2 separate regions of the Gossypium hirsutum genome follow, and region 1 is linked to region 2. A link is a contact called in public Hi-C data. All regions are on one chromosome and are shown on one strand. Each heading gives the region's core, a stretch centred on a gene start, on an enhancer-like site or on the middle of the called end of the contact. The rest is flanking DNA. Distances are from core to core; before and after follow the strand shown. Region 1 holds the start of LOC121224116 (ATP-dependent helicase BRM). Region 2 holds the start of LOC107945950 (putative UDP-rhamnose:rhamnosyltransferase 1).

What was found. Hi-C and Micro-C count contacts between places; a contact is called where the count stands out from the background.
Region 1: a Hi-C map of leaf shows a contact between it and region 2, with 2.3 times the contacts expected there. The contact joins the promoter of LOC121224116 here to the promoter of LOC107945950 in region 2. A contact is called at or near these places in 4 of 34 Hi-C or Micro-C datasets (callus, leaf and petal).

Annotation. Positions count from the first base shown.
Region 1 is chrD12:40,409,619-40,416,635 of Gossypium_hirsutum_v2.1, forward strand. It overlaps LOC121224116 (ATP-dependent helicase BRM), which reads right to left and starts at 2,601. Exons shown (of 14, transcript XM_041106695.1): 1 at 1,832-2,601; 2 at 55-1,368. The coding sequence starts at 2,047.
Region 2 is chrD12:40,127,449-40,134,577 of Gossypium_hirsutum_v2.1, forward strand. It overlaps LOC107945950 (putative UDP-rhamnose:rhamnosyltransferase 1), which reads left to right and starts at 1,366. Exons shown (of 1, transcript XM_016880119.2): 1 at 1,366-2,913. The coding sequence starts at 1,366. The coding sequence ends at 2,748. It overlaps LOC107945948 (mechanosensitive ion channel protein 1, mitochondrial), which reads right to left. Exons shown (of 8, transcript XM_016880118.2): 1 at 7,104-7,129; 2 at 5,844-6,719; 3 at 5,457-5,734; 4 at 5,012-5,112; 5 at 4,309-4,416; 6 at 3,926-4,147; 7 at 3,506-3,664; 8 at 1,194-2,721. The coding sequence starts at 6,622. The coding sequence ends at 3,551.

The DNA.
Region 1 (7,017 bases), core at 1,351-3,850, 280 kb after region 2:
TACATAAATGATCAGAGAAAGAAGGATAGGATATGGAGAGAGAGATTAGTATACCTTCAGGCGCCTAAATGCTAGTATTTGTGCTTTGAGAACATGAAGTTGTTGTTTAGTGAAACCAAAACGCTGCTGTGGCATCTGGGTAGAAGCTCCCCCTTGTGATGGTACATTGTTAACAGATCCCCCATCATTACCAGGGGCAGCAGGCTGAAGAGAAGATCGATTGAAGTGTTTCGTATGCTGCATTTGCACCGTTTCTATGCCACCTGATGAATTTTTTGCTGGCAAGGATGGATCAATACTCTGGCTAACATTTGCAGATACTTGTGGAGGATGCATAGGAGGCATCCCATTTCCATGCCCAACTGACTGCCTGGGAAGCACTTGATTATCTAGGCCATGAATTGCTAACTGCTGCATTGAAACATTGTTAGCACTGTTAATCACCCCAACACTGGAAGTTGACCCAAAAGTGTTTGGTGGAGCCATCGGCCTAGTTTTGGCAAAGCCAGACATGCCAGATATATCGTTTGATGAGTTACCACGGGGAGAACTCTCACTTGGAACTGATGGAGAAGTGATTTGCGGCTTGGACACAGGTACTGGTGATGACTGAGTACCCATATTCCTTTCATTTGTTTTTTGCTGGGCAGCCATCCTACTCTGCATTAGTGGAATGAGCTGTGCCATCAAGTTGGCGTTTGCAGGTTGCAACAGATCAATATTACGCTCAAGTGCCCATGCCTGCAACTGTGCAGCCATAGCAACTTGATTGTTTCCCATGTTTTGAACAGTCTGAGGAGCTTGCTGTGTCTGCATGGCCCTTAAAACATTCCCAGGCATTAATTGTCCAATAACTGTTGCCTGAGCGGGTGGCTTGTGCTCAGAAGCAGACCTTGATCCTTGCTCCATCTGCTTTTCAGCACAACCAAGCTGCTCAGATGCGTTCTTAGAGGATGATGCCTGAGCCTGATTAGCAGCCTGCATGGAGATAAGTTCCTGCATTTTTATGTTTCCAGTTCGCATGTCCTGATCCTTAAAAGATGCAGAGCCCAACATGGCCATCTTAGCTGGCTGCTGTGCCAAAAGTGCCTTCTGTTGCTGAGAAGCCTGGTAAGCAAACTGATAATAAGCTTGCTGAGCAGAACTCGCCATTTGTTGCTCAACACCTTGACTCCTATTCTGGCTGTCCTGCGCAGAAGCATGTTGTTGAGGCAGATCAAAGAACCTCCTGGACATTTGCGGCGGTTGCATGGAGCCTGGAGATGAAGGAAAATTGCTACCTCCCATCAGACCTTGCAGACCACTGGCTTGATATGCTTGGTTAGCTTCATTTCCTTCAGGTTTTCTAAGTAATTGTTGTTGTAATGACTGCAAGAACAAATACAAACACAAAAATATAACGCTTGAACTTCTCAAACTGACACATAGTGCTAACTTGTACCAGACGTATTAATGACTCAAAGATACGAGGGTTGACTAAACTAGATACTTCAAACAAGTAACTCAAAAAAAAAAAAGGAAACTTATGGATCTTTCAAAAGGAGTAGAACAAAACTTAACAAGATTTTCACTTGCATCTCCACAAAGGATTTTGAAGACCTAAGAGCTGATTACAGTCGTTCCCCGGACACAATTGAATTACCAAATAACTAATCAACCTTATGTAAGACATCAGAGATTGTATTTATTGCACCAAATTAAATCCCCCGAAACCCGCCAAATTCAACAATTCACCGCTGCCCATTTACCAAAAACAGACTTGAGTTCACAAAATCAAGTTCAATTCAATTATTTTCCATTAGCTATATCTAAAATTCCATAAACCATTTACCTGCCTAGACGCAATTTGATGCTGCTGTTTCTGACTTTGTTGTTGTTGCTGCTGCTGCGGCTGCTGTTGTACCGAATCAAACCCCAAGTGTGGGGTCGAAACGGCCGACGACGAAGAAGATGGCGAAGCTGCGGACGATGTAGATGCCGCCCGACCCACCGGGCCCACACTCGGGTTCCGGCTGGGCCCACCTCCGCCACCACTACCAGAATGCATAAAAAACTAACCCCCAATTTTCTTTTAACAAAAAATTCCCCCGCGAATTCCAAATTATTACAACAAAAAATTAAAAAAAAAAAGAAAAAACCCCACCACTTCCACAAACCCGAATCCCTCCAAAAACCCTTTTTTTATTTAATAAAACCCTTTTTTAACCCTCCGATCTCAACGTTCAAAATTAGAAATTAAAGAAAATTAACTAAAAACAAATCAAATATTCAGGTTTATTTTTTTGTTGTTTCTCTCTCTCTCTCTCTCTCTCTCTCTCTCTCTCTCTCTCTCTCTCTCTCTCTCTAAGAATCCGAAAATTACGGTATAGATGAGAGATAGATCTTGATGATTTAATCGAGAGCGAACTTGACGGAAACTGTGGAATAAAAATTAAAACTCGGTGATTCGACTCACTGCCCCCACTCACCACGAATCTCTCTCTCTATCTCAGGGTTTTCACGCAATTTGGCAAAAAAATTCCCCTTTCGGGTCAAACCCTAGTGAGGTTATTTTTCTTCAAAATATTTTGTTTCTATTTTTTTTTTCTCTTCTTTGCCTTTTGGTGCTTAGTGCTTAGTGCTTTACCTTTAAGGTGGGGCTCCACTGTGGCTGCCTATGGTTAGAAATTTACGGAAGGGTATGACATGTAAATTTCAACCCTTGGTTTTTATTGATATTTACAGGAACACCCTCAATATGCCCAGAAAATATCTGACGCAACAGATTTGGAAAAAAAGGTATAATGACTTATTTAGCCCTTCAACTTTACAAAAAATCATTTTAACCCTTATTTAATTTTTGACCTTTTGAGCCCTTAAACTTATATTTTTTCTCAAACCACCCCGAAATTGGTGAAAAAGTTAATATCTTTTCACTTTGTTGACGTGACATACACATAAATAACATCAGCATTTAATTATTTTTTAAAAATTAAACTCATTGAAATTATTTAAAAAGTATAAAAAATTTTAAAATTTAAAAAATTAATTAAATTTTGGCATGAGATCCACGTGTATGCCACATCAGCAAAGTTAACAAACATTAATTTGACAAAAATGCAAATTTAAGGACTAAAAAGAGTAAAAAAAATTAAATGGATGGCTAAAATGACCTTCTTCTTTTTTTGTAAAGTAGGAGGGCCAAAAAAGTTATTGTGCCAAAAAAATAATGCATTATGTCAAATTTAGCCCTTAACGTTTACATATTTTTTCAACTTGGCTCTTATTCTTTTTTGGTATAATGTCAAATTTTACCCTTAATGTTGACATCTTTTTATCAATTTAGCTCTTATTATTTTTCAAAATTACTTATGCTAAATTACACTTGAGATCCCTAAATTATTAGTAAGTTTACAGTTTAGTCACTCAACTCCAAAAAGTTACAAAACAGTTATTGAATTATCCGAAAGTTTTCATTTAAGTCACTAAATTATTATTTTTATTTAAATTATTGGGTTTTTAGGTTTTTTTTTTAAGTCTGACTAGTGAGCTCCAAGGTAAGGGTGTGCATTCTTTCAAATCGAGTGAAAAATTATCGAGTTGATGAGTCATATTTTATCATCCTAACTCGATTTAAATTTTTTTAAATAGAGTCGAGTGAAATAAAATTCAAGTCAAGTGAATCAAATGAAATTATTCTAAGTTAAATTAAAATTTTAAATATGTCAAATTAAATTCTTATTATATAGCTAATTTCATGTTAAAGCACATAAATTCGAAAACATATATGCTTGAAAACTTTTACAAAGCAAAATAAGAGAAAAAAATATTTTAGTATGATAAACTTGAATAGTTAATTTCTAATTTAGGTCCCAAAATTATTATTTTAGAATTTTTTTAACTTTTTATATATTTTTTAGAATTTTTATAATATTTAAAAATATATAAATTTTGGATTTTTTATAAGTATTTTGAACTTTAAATTTTATTTTAAATTTTTTGAAAATTATTTTGATTTTTTTAATTTTTGTTGAAAGAGACCAATTTGCTCATTTTCAGGATTGATAGGAACCAAATGGGTATTTACACCAATTTGTTATTTGAGTTATTCAAATCATCCGCGTTATTTGAATTGTAAAATTCAATTCGACTCGAACTCAAAACTCAAGTTACTTATTGGAGTTTACTCAAAAAAAAACTAAATAACTCGAACAATTCAAATTGATTAACTCGAAATTTAAAAAAAAAAAAAATTCGAGTCAATTCAAGTTTTGCTCACCTCTACTCCAATTCGATGATCAGTACAGTGAATTGGAGAATAAAGTTGATTCATGGAAGAAGAAAAGAAACTAAATTATGAAAGAGAAGGGAAAGAAGAGCTTTCAATTGATATAGATGGTGCAAATGAAGAATGCCATACAACAATAATTTTAACAACCCAATGACTTAAATGAAAGTTTTTAGATAATTTAGTAACCATTTTGTAATTTTTTGAAATTAAGTGACCAAAACGTACACTTACAAATAATTTAGTGACCTTGAGTGAAATTTACCCAATAATAATCTTAGTAAAAGTTTCCACCAATAACGGCTTTACACGTATGACATGTTTATTTCATTATTCATATCCATTCCGTAGTTTCTCGGCATGAAAAATGTTTGCAAATAATTAGGAGTAACTATCACAATCGAATTCATAATTAAAATATATTTGAAAATATAAAATTAAAGTTAAAATAAAATTTGAAGAAAAATCACAATTTATTTACACACAATAAAACTCAAATATAAAATCTCAATATTCCTTACTTCAGCCTTGCTATTATGAGTTTCATAAGATAATATAATAAGCTTAAATTTAATAAAGTGATATATTATTTAAAATAATTACATAATATTTAAGCCTCTTTGGATGGACGGTGAAATTTTTTACCTCACAACTACAATAATTAATTTTACTGTTATTGCTATTTTTAATTTTACTGGAGATAAACGCACCACCCATTCAAGTAGGGCTTAATTTTGTTCGCAGATTTTCATTAATCTATCCTAAAAGTTTTGGAAAAAAATTATCCTAAATTTGATATCAAATATTCAAAATCGATAATCTATGATTAAGATAATATAATTTTATTGTTAAAAAATGATAATGTAAACTTATTTTGTTCTAAATAAACACTTTAGCATGTATAAAAAATATATATTAAATATATCATGCCAAATGTTTATTTATCAAGTCGAACAAAAAAGATTTTAAAATTAACTAATTAGTAAAAAATATATTTAATTCATTTAAATTTGTGAGGGAGCTCGTAAGCTTTTTTAATAAATCTTTTTTTTTTTGGTTTCATTATTATATAATTAATAATATTATTGTTTATATGTTTACTTTATTTATAATATAATTATTCCTATTTATGTTTAATTATTTGATATCTCAAAAAATATGTTATGTATAAATTATATAAGCATACTTCAAAACTAATATATATATATATTTGATGTAGTCTAGTTGCAAATTACGTTCGGAGGTGTTTGGTTGTTTAACTGGGTCTAGAATTTGAGTGTTATTGTGAATTCAAAAGTGTCGATATGAATCTAGAAACCTTTTTAGAGGGATCGAAATTTAATTATAATTTTTTAAGAAGTCAAAATTTAATTTTATATTTATTAATTGATAATTTCATCATCTTTTAAGGGAACTAATTTTTTTTCCTCGTTTTTAAAGGGTCAAAGTATAATTTTATCATTATATTAATTTATAATTTTATTAATTTAGAGGAGACTAAACAAACAAATTTCTATCAGAAAGAGGGCTAAAGCCCTTCATTACCCATTAAATTCACACTTGATAAGCGTTGAAAATATCAAATTTTGTACATCAAGATGTTCAGATGTTTAAATCAACAAATAGAGGAGATAGATTTTGAAAGTAAATGATGAAGAGAGTGAAAAATGGTCGAGGTTAGAACTGTTCTTAAATATTTATACTTAACGTTCGAACAAACTAATATGTGATTATTTGTTGTTTATTTGACAATATTAGTGTATTGGCATGCTGGAATATTTAATGGATCATTTATTGGCCCAACTCAATTGCTCTAGATCCTTTTTGCAAGGTTATCGAGTCTTGACAAATTACTTTTTGTATTGTGATTCAAACATTAATTGATATTTGGAATTATCTTCTTACAAACGTAGAAACATAGGTTAAGAGAGAGCAAAGAAATGAAAGGATCTTTTGTTTAAATAATTTAAATTGCACTTTTAGCTTTTCGTAAATTTTAATAAATCAATTTATAATTTTTAAGCTTGTTTGTTAAATGAAAGCATTGTATTTTGACTCTTCATAAAATTTAATAAATGAATTTAAAATATTCTAACATAATTTTTTTTAATTTTATCCACCCTCCAACAAAAATTTCTTGGCTTTACCATTTCATATTAGTTTTTTCTTTAGTAGGTAGATAAATACAACAAAAATTGAAACAAAAAAAACCATTAAATGAAAGTTTGAGAAGTATTAAAGACAGCCACGTGATAAGCCATATTTTGTGCTTTTTATTGTAACAGATATGCCTCTAATATTAAACTATGACATTCAAATATGGCCACCAAGTGTTTGGTGTCTATTTCAATTAGTTTTAGATTCCTTATTTGTTTAGTACAAGAGGGAAAGAGGGGGGCAAGCCTTCCCCCCTCAAATGGAAAATTGGTGCTTTAGTCCCTAATTTGTATAAAATCTTAAATTAATATATAATGCAATTATAATTTGGCCTTCAAAAAATGATAGAATTTTAATTTAGTCTTTTTTGAAAACTATCAATATATAAGCCAATACAATGATGAAATTGCATTTTAGCTCTCATAAAAATATATAACTTAATCTTGCCCCTTAATAATTTGTTGGCTTCACCCTTGGTTTAGTACCAAAGTGATATTTTAAAAAATCGAATATTAGAGAAAAAAACAAGTTTAATAAGTTAATGTATTTGTATTATATTATATTGAAAATTTTCATTACATTACAATTTAAAT
Region 2 (7,129 bases), core at 116-2,615:
ATTGAATGGAAGATAGTACAAAAGAAAATATTTTCATTAAAACAGTTTGGACAGCAGCAGTGACTTAACTTTGAAACTTCACCAAAAATTATAGATTAGAGATTGAATTAAATATGAAATTAAAGATTATTGAGTCTAGTTTTGAGATATATTAATTTTTGTGAAATAAGGTCAGAGTGGATTCGAGTTCCCCTGTTTTAACTTTGGAAGATCATCAAAAATTGTAAAAAAAGTTATTAGGGGTTTAATCAAGAATTTTCAACTAATTTTACTGGAAATTTAATCAAGTTGTATATAAGTATCCTAGTAATACATATCACAAAACAATCCTAATAGAAATCTAATAATAATAATAACAATAACATCACACGTACATCACCATCCTCTTAAAAATGAAACAAAAAGGGTTAATTCAAGACTAACCCCTCATTAATAGCTACAAATTCAATTTAATCATTAAAACAAAATCGAATTTTAATTTAGTCACAAAAATAAAAAGAAATTTTTAAATTGGTAAATAATTCATAGAAATGTTAAAAAAATCTAAAATTTATCATTTCATTTAAAATTTCTGAAATAATTTATTATAAAAATAATATTTACCGATCCATCATTCTCCATTACAGGTGAGGCTGAAAAGAAGTGGTGCCCAACCGATAAAGTTAAATAAGTCCAAGGGTGACATTAATATATTAAGAAAAATGCTTTGGATCTCATTTGGATTTATTTATTCCATAATTTAACCAAAAAGGGTTTGTTGCTTACATATTTCTGCCGACAGAAAGTAACCTAAAAGTTTTGTCGGCCAAATGCACTAATATTAACAGATTAAGAAATCCAACTTGCTGATACTATTATAAAACAAAAACATTTTTAGATATTTATTTATTAGTATAATTTTACCAAACCTTGAAGAATTAATTTGCAAATTCATCCTTAAAATTTAAAATATATAAATAAAATAATAAAATAAAAATATTGTTTTAAGTAAGTTTTTTCGTTAATTTAGTTATTAATTGAGGGAGTCAACTCCTTCCAAAAAAATCTTCAAAGTGCTGTCCATCGAGTAGTCAATCAATTCCCTAACAATTGAAAATATTGTCCCTCAAAGGGTTTAGTTTTTTGTACTTTGTGGAGAGTCAGTGTACCATAGGCAACTACCCTGAGTAGATCATCAAATAAATCAATTGAACTCGATTGGAACAGTACTTTAATTCAAGAATTGGTTTGTAATGTTTTTGAAATTTAAGGACCAAAGTAAAATTGGCCAATAATTTTAAGAGGTTTGATGCAATTAACTCTTAAATTTTCCCCCTTATATCGGTGTTGGCTGGTTAGACTCAGGGTATTGCCTTGGCTACAGATATGGCTACTACACGTTTGCATATGGTGATGGTTCCATGGTCAGCTTTTGGTCACCTTATACCCTTCTTTCAACTCGCTTTACAATTAGCCAAAGCTGGTATCAAAGTCTCCTTCATATCAACCCCCGGAAACATTAAAAGACTGCCCAATGTTCCATCAAACATAGCAACCCTTTTAGACTTGTTGGTCTTTCCATTGCCAAACTTAGACGATGAGCAGCAGCTGCCCGAAGGTTGTGAGGCGACTGTCGATATCCCTTTCGAGAAAATCCAGTACCTGAAGATTGCATACGATCTGCTTCGTCAACCGGTGAAGCAGTTCGTCATAGATCAAAAGCCAGATTGGATTTTGATCGATGTGATTCCTCATTGGATGGTGGAAATAGCTCAAGAACAACATATCCCTCTCATTAATTTCTCGGTTTTTTCGGCTTCAGTTTATAGTTTCTTTGTGAATCAGACGTTGACGAGGTCATCCCCGGAAAGTTTGATGTCACCGCCTGAGTGGTTTGGTTTTTCTTCTCCATTGCGTTATCCTAAATCCTTAGCTACAGCCATGCACGAAGGGTTTCATGGGGAGAATGCTTCCGGGATATCGGATGCTGACAGGGTTCACAAAATTTTACAGGCATCTAAAGCTGTTGCGTTTCGTACTTGCCCTGAATATGAAGCTGAGTACTTAAACGCATTCGAGAAGATAACCGGCAATGGCAGCAAACCAGTGTTTCCCATTGGTTTGCTACTACCAGAAAAACCCCAAGGAAGACAAACCGGTGAAATTTTTAGGTGGCTCGATGTTCAAAAGCCTAACTCAGTTGTGTTTGTAGGGTTCGGAAGCGAGTGCAAGCTAAGCAAAGAACAGACACATGAGATAGCATATGGGGTGGAACTATCGGGGTTACGGTTTTTATGGGCACTAAGGAAACCCCACTGGGCTTTCAATGAACTCGATGCATTGCCTTGTGGTTTTCAAGAGCGTACGCGAGGGAGAGGGATGGTCTGCATCGGTTGGGCACCGCAGTTGGAGATACTAGGACACTCTTCAATAGGGGGCTCTTTGTGTCACGCCGGGTGGGGCTCGATTATCGAAACACTGCAGTTCGGACACTCTCTCGTGGTGCTACCTTTTGTGATAGACCAACCATTGAATGCAAGGCTTCTGGTAGACAAGGGTTTGGGTGTAGAGATAGAGAGAAGTGAAGACGGGTCATTTAGCCGGGATGATATAGCTAAAGCTCTGAGACTTGCAATGGTGTCCGCAGAAGGAGAGAAACTAAGAATCCAAACTAGGGAAGCAGCTCAAGTTTTCGGCAACCGAGACCTGCATGACAGTTACTTCAATAGATTTGTGGAGTACCTGAAGGAAAATGGAGCTGCAAATTAAACAAAAATGGAGGAATGAAGGATATGCAAAGTTATTTATTTCGGACAAAATGTTAGGTACCTTCCGTTTTATTTTAATGTCCACTTAAATAATTTGACTTGCCCTATATGTTGTCCCATGTTATATTACCATTTCCAATGACTGCAATGGCATGAAATTAAACGACACCAAATTCATAGTTGCCCCGATCAGTACAACATACTACTAGAGTTTCTTTCTTAAAAAACATTTTCAACTAGATTGCCGATGTATAAAATATTAGTTCACATGACTTAGAATTGTGGTTTCTAGTCCTACGGCGTGCTATTGTCTACCAAAACATATATATGCAAAGAAAATCCTTTATCAAATCATACCTAGAGGCGTTCATGGCCGGGCAGCTCAGCCAGCTTTGGGCCGGGCTTGAGTTTATGTTTTTCAACCTCAGAGACTGTGCCAGTTTTACGGTTTATAAATTATAAAAATATAAAAAATAATTTTATATTAGTATTTATATATTTTTTATAATTAATTTAAACAAAAACATTGTTTTTAAACAGTAAAATAGGCCTTTGGAGGGGCATAAGCACACCGTGCTTGGGTAGGGATTTTTTGGAACTAAGACTCAGCTCAGACCACGAACACCTTTAGTCATACCCATTTCTTCATGAATCCATGTAAAATGGCGACCCTCCAGTCCCACAACAATGCAAAAACACGAAATCACCAAACACGATTTGTATCTCAAGATATATTCAAGTTGTGGAAGACGTCTAACCGCATAAACTGCAACTTGGGTGCAAAAGATCTCATTCTCTTAGCATCACTGACCGATAGGACATTGGAATGTGCTGCCCAATGTAGCACCATGCTTCTTGATAATCTGGACAGACTGCAGAAGAATATCTTGCTGTGTAGAGTACAATTCATCTTTGCTCTATAATTGCATATCAAAACAGCAATGTAGATATCAGTGAAATGAGAAAAGGTAACAGAAGTCAGGCTTAAAATGATGAATTTCAGAGATGATCAAATCGCAACAAAATCACAGAATGCGAAAACAATGTTAATAAGTCGAGGTTGAAGGCTAGGTCAAGGCAAGCCAAAGATCAAAAAAAAAAGAAAAAGAGTTGAGATCAATTAGGTAGACCAAGCTCATACAAGATGCATCTGAAAAGTACCGAGGATGAGAGGTTACCATATGTCTGAGATTGCATCCAACAGTTAGTTCTGCATAAGAACCTTCTACATGAGACAGGAAACAGTAAGGGACCTCCTTTCCCAAGAAAACTTTTGAGTTTGATTTCAGCATGCTCTTGATCTCATTTGATATCTCGGGAACCTTGTCCAGATCTTCAATTTGCAAGGGAATTTTGGTCACCACTGCAAGCCATCGGGCACGTGACTTGTTTACAATAACCTGAAATTTTACATAGTAAATAATACAACGATGATTTTGGCCTTTTTAGTACGACTACTGTGTGTAAATAAACAAATAAGCATACGCTCATAAGAGTTGATGAGTTGAAAACAAGGATTTCTTCTCTTTCAACAAAAGAAATGAAAAAGAAAAATACCAACCTGACTGGAGAAAAGTGAGTTCGGAACCAGAACCGGAAATCTCTCAGAGTTAAGTACTGTTGTGCTTGTCAGTCCCATTTCAACCACCTGACCTTCTATAGATCCTGCCTGCAGTAAGAACAATTTATTAGTAATCCTGCAGAAAAGAAAAATAAATAAAAGAACAAACTAAAACTTTTAAAAATCACAAGTGGAAATCAAAATTTATCTCGCTACCACCAAAACAAAGGGCATTCAGGTATTATGACAGAGTTCCCGGTATGATGAAATAAATAACTGACATCTCCGCAAAGGTCAGAATTACCCATGACCTCATATATCATGAAGCATGTATCAAATAAACCCCAATTAACTTCAGAGAATTAACTTAAGAGTCAGTAAATAGTGGAATTAGGAGGGAAAGAGCCAGTTCAGGCTAAGTTGAAAGATGATAACTGATTCAAACGGACAACTCAGAATTAGCCAGCAAGAATAATAAATTATTAAGTACAACATCCAACCATGCAATTTTCTAAGAGAAGCTCAGTTCTTAACAATCTAGGATGAAATACAGGGTTCATCAGATACATTTAGAAATAAAGAAAAAACTATTTTTGTCTTTGTAGACTATAACTATTACAAAAGCTGAGTGGATCCATTCACACGGAAACAAAGAAAACATTTTTCCTTCACTAAAAGAAAAATACACGTTCATTTGTGTTACCTTTATTGTATCACCCAAGGAAAAGGGTTTCGAAAACTGCATGTACAATCCACTGAGCACATTTCCAAAGATGTCCCTGGCAGCAAAAGCAGTAGCCACTCCTATTAAGGAGATTGAATTAGTTATATGATTACTTTGAAGATGATAAACGAGTGACGCGTACTATATCTACAAATATGAAGATTCAAGAAACAGCAATTTGGCGCCTTTCTATTTTGGCAATAAAGCACATAAAATTAGCATTTCCTAAACCATTGCATATTCTTAAAAATCATTCTAACAAAAAAGATTGATGATAACAAAAACACTAAAAGAAAAGTCTTATTTGAGTTATCACAGATAAAAGCACTTACTTTTTATACTGTAAACTTAACCAATTGAATGATCTTATTGTTAAAATGGACTGGAACAGATGAGAACATATGCATTTAACAGAAAAATCTACCTCCTACGCCACCAACTGTCAGAATAGATTGCACAGCTACACCAGATGCCTCTGCTAAAGCCATAATCCCAATAACAAATAGACCAACAGATGAAAACCTGTCTATAGTTAACAACTTCTCCCTATCAAGCCCTGCTAAAGTCTTAGTAGCCAGTGCATAACCAAGTACGTTTGTTTTCCAACGATGCAAAAACCAGACAAATGAAAGTATAGCTGCACCCCTCCATGCCTGCACAATGTATTGTGATGGAACAGTACTTGGTGCCACCATCATGCAACTGCAAGTCCAGGTATCTTTATTCATTATTCATAGACCCCCAAAAAAATGTAGAAACATATGAACAAATGGATACAAAGAGTTGAACATAGAAATCCAGAACCACCGACATTTGAGAGATTGCCATGAAGGTAATTACATATCTCACTGGATCCTCCAAAGCTCCCCACAAGCTTTTATCATATGGCACTTGATCCCCAAGCATTCTTCCAGATGGCAGGATTGAAGTTTGTATCGCATACTCATGAAATCTTCTCAAAAGCCTAGGCAAGACCACCCAAGCTAGTACGGTGAGAGCCAAAGTAAACCCAACAGGAAGAACCACATCCTTAAGATACGGATGAGTATCAAGCAACTGATTAACATGAGGCTTCAGTTCATTGGAGACTTCTTTAGCCTTCTGCCTAGTATAACCTATTGCATCCGCAGCACTATGCCAAGCATCTTTGACTTTATCACCCCAACCACTACCAATACCATCACTTTTACTAACATCTACTTCCGCTCCACCAGAAGCAGCTGAAACCTTATCTGCCTTGCTACTGAAAGACAATGACTGCGATTGATGTATCAACACTGGGCTTATCGAAACAAAAGGATACAGACTCCGGAAAGGCAAATTTGATGAAGTTGAGGATAATGCAGACATGGGATTGGATTTGTGATAACAGACCGCAACTTTACTACAAATATTCATAAACTTTGCAGCACAACGAAGTTTTGTTTTGTTATAGAAACCATTCACAGAACCATAAGATGGTCTGACATAGTTTTTATAAGCAATTCCTGTAGGCTTCATTAATGAATTGTATAAAGCCGATGACGATTTTGAAGAGGAATATAGGGAAGTAGAATATAACCTCAGTCTTGAAAGCTTAATTCCAATCATTACAGCTACAAAGCAACTGAGAGTTACTCACATGGTTCAAAAAAGTGAACATCTACAAAATTTGAATAACAAACTGAATCCAGAAACAATTCTCAATCTGCAAATAACAAAATCTTCAACGAATTATTATCAAATCTAAATTCAAAAACGTCAATCACAATTTCATGATCAAGAAAATTTGTACAGAATTGAACATTGGAATAAATTTAGACACAGTTAATACAAATTCAATAATAAAAATACGAATTAACAAAAAAAAAAAGAGTTAGAACTAACGGTTTCCGCGAGTAGATTTCAGTCCAGTTGGTGTTAGATGATAAGTAATTCAAATTCATATGCATAAAGGACCTAAAGTAATTCAAATTTCTAAGCGATTAGCTTCTTTTTTTTTCTTGCATTTTCTCAACAACCAAACGAAACATGGAGATTATTATAAGGAATCAATAATAAAGTAATAAAAGCTATAAGAAACTTCACTAACCTTTGACGGTAGCCTTTTAGGGTATC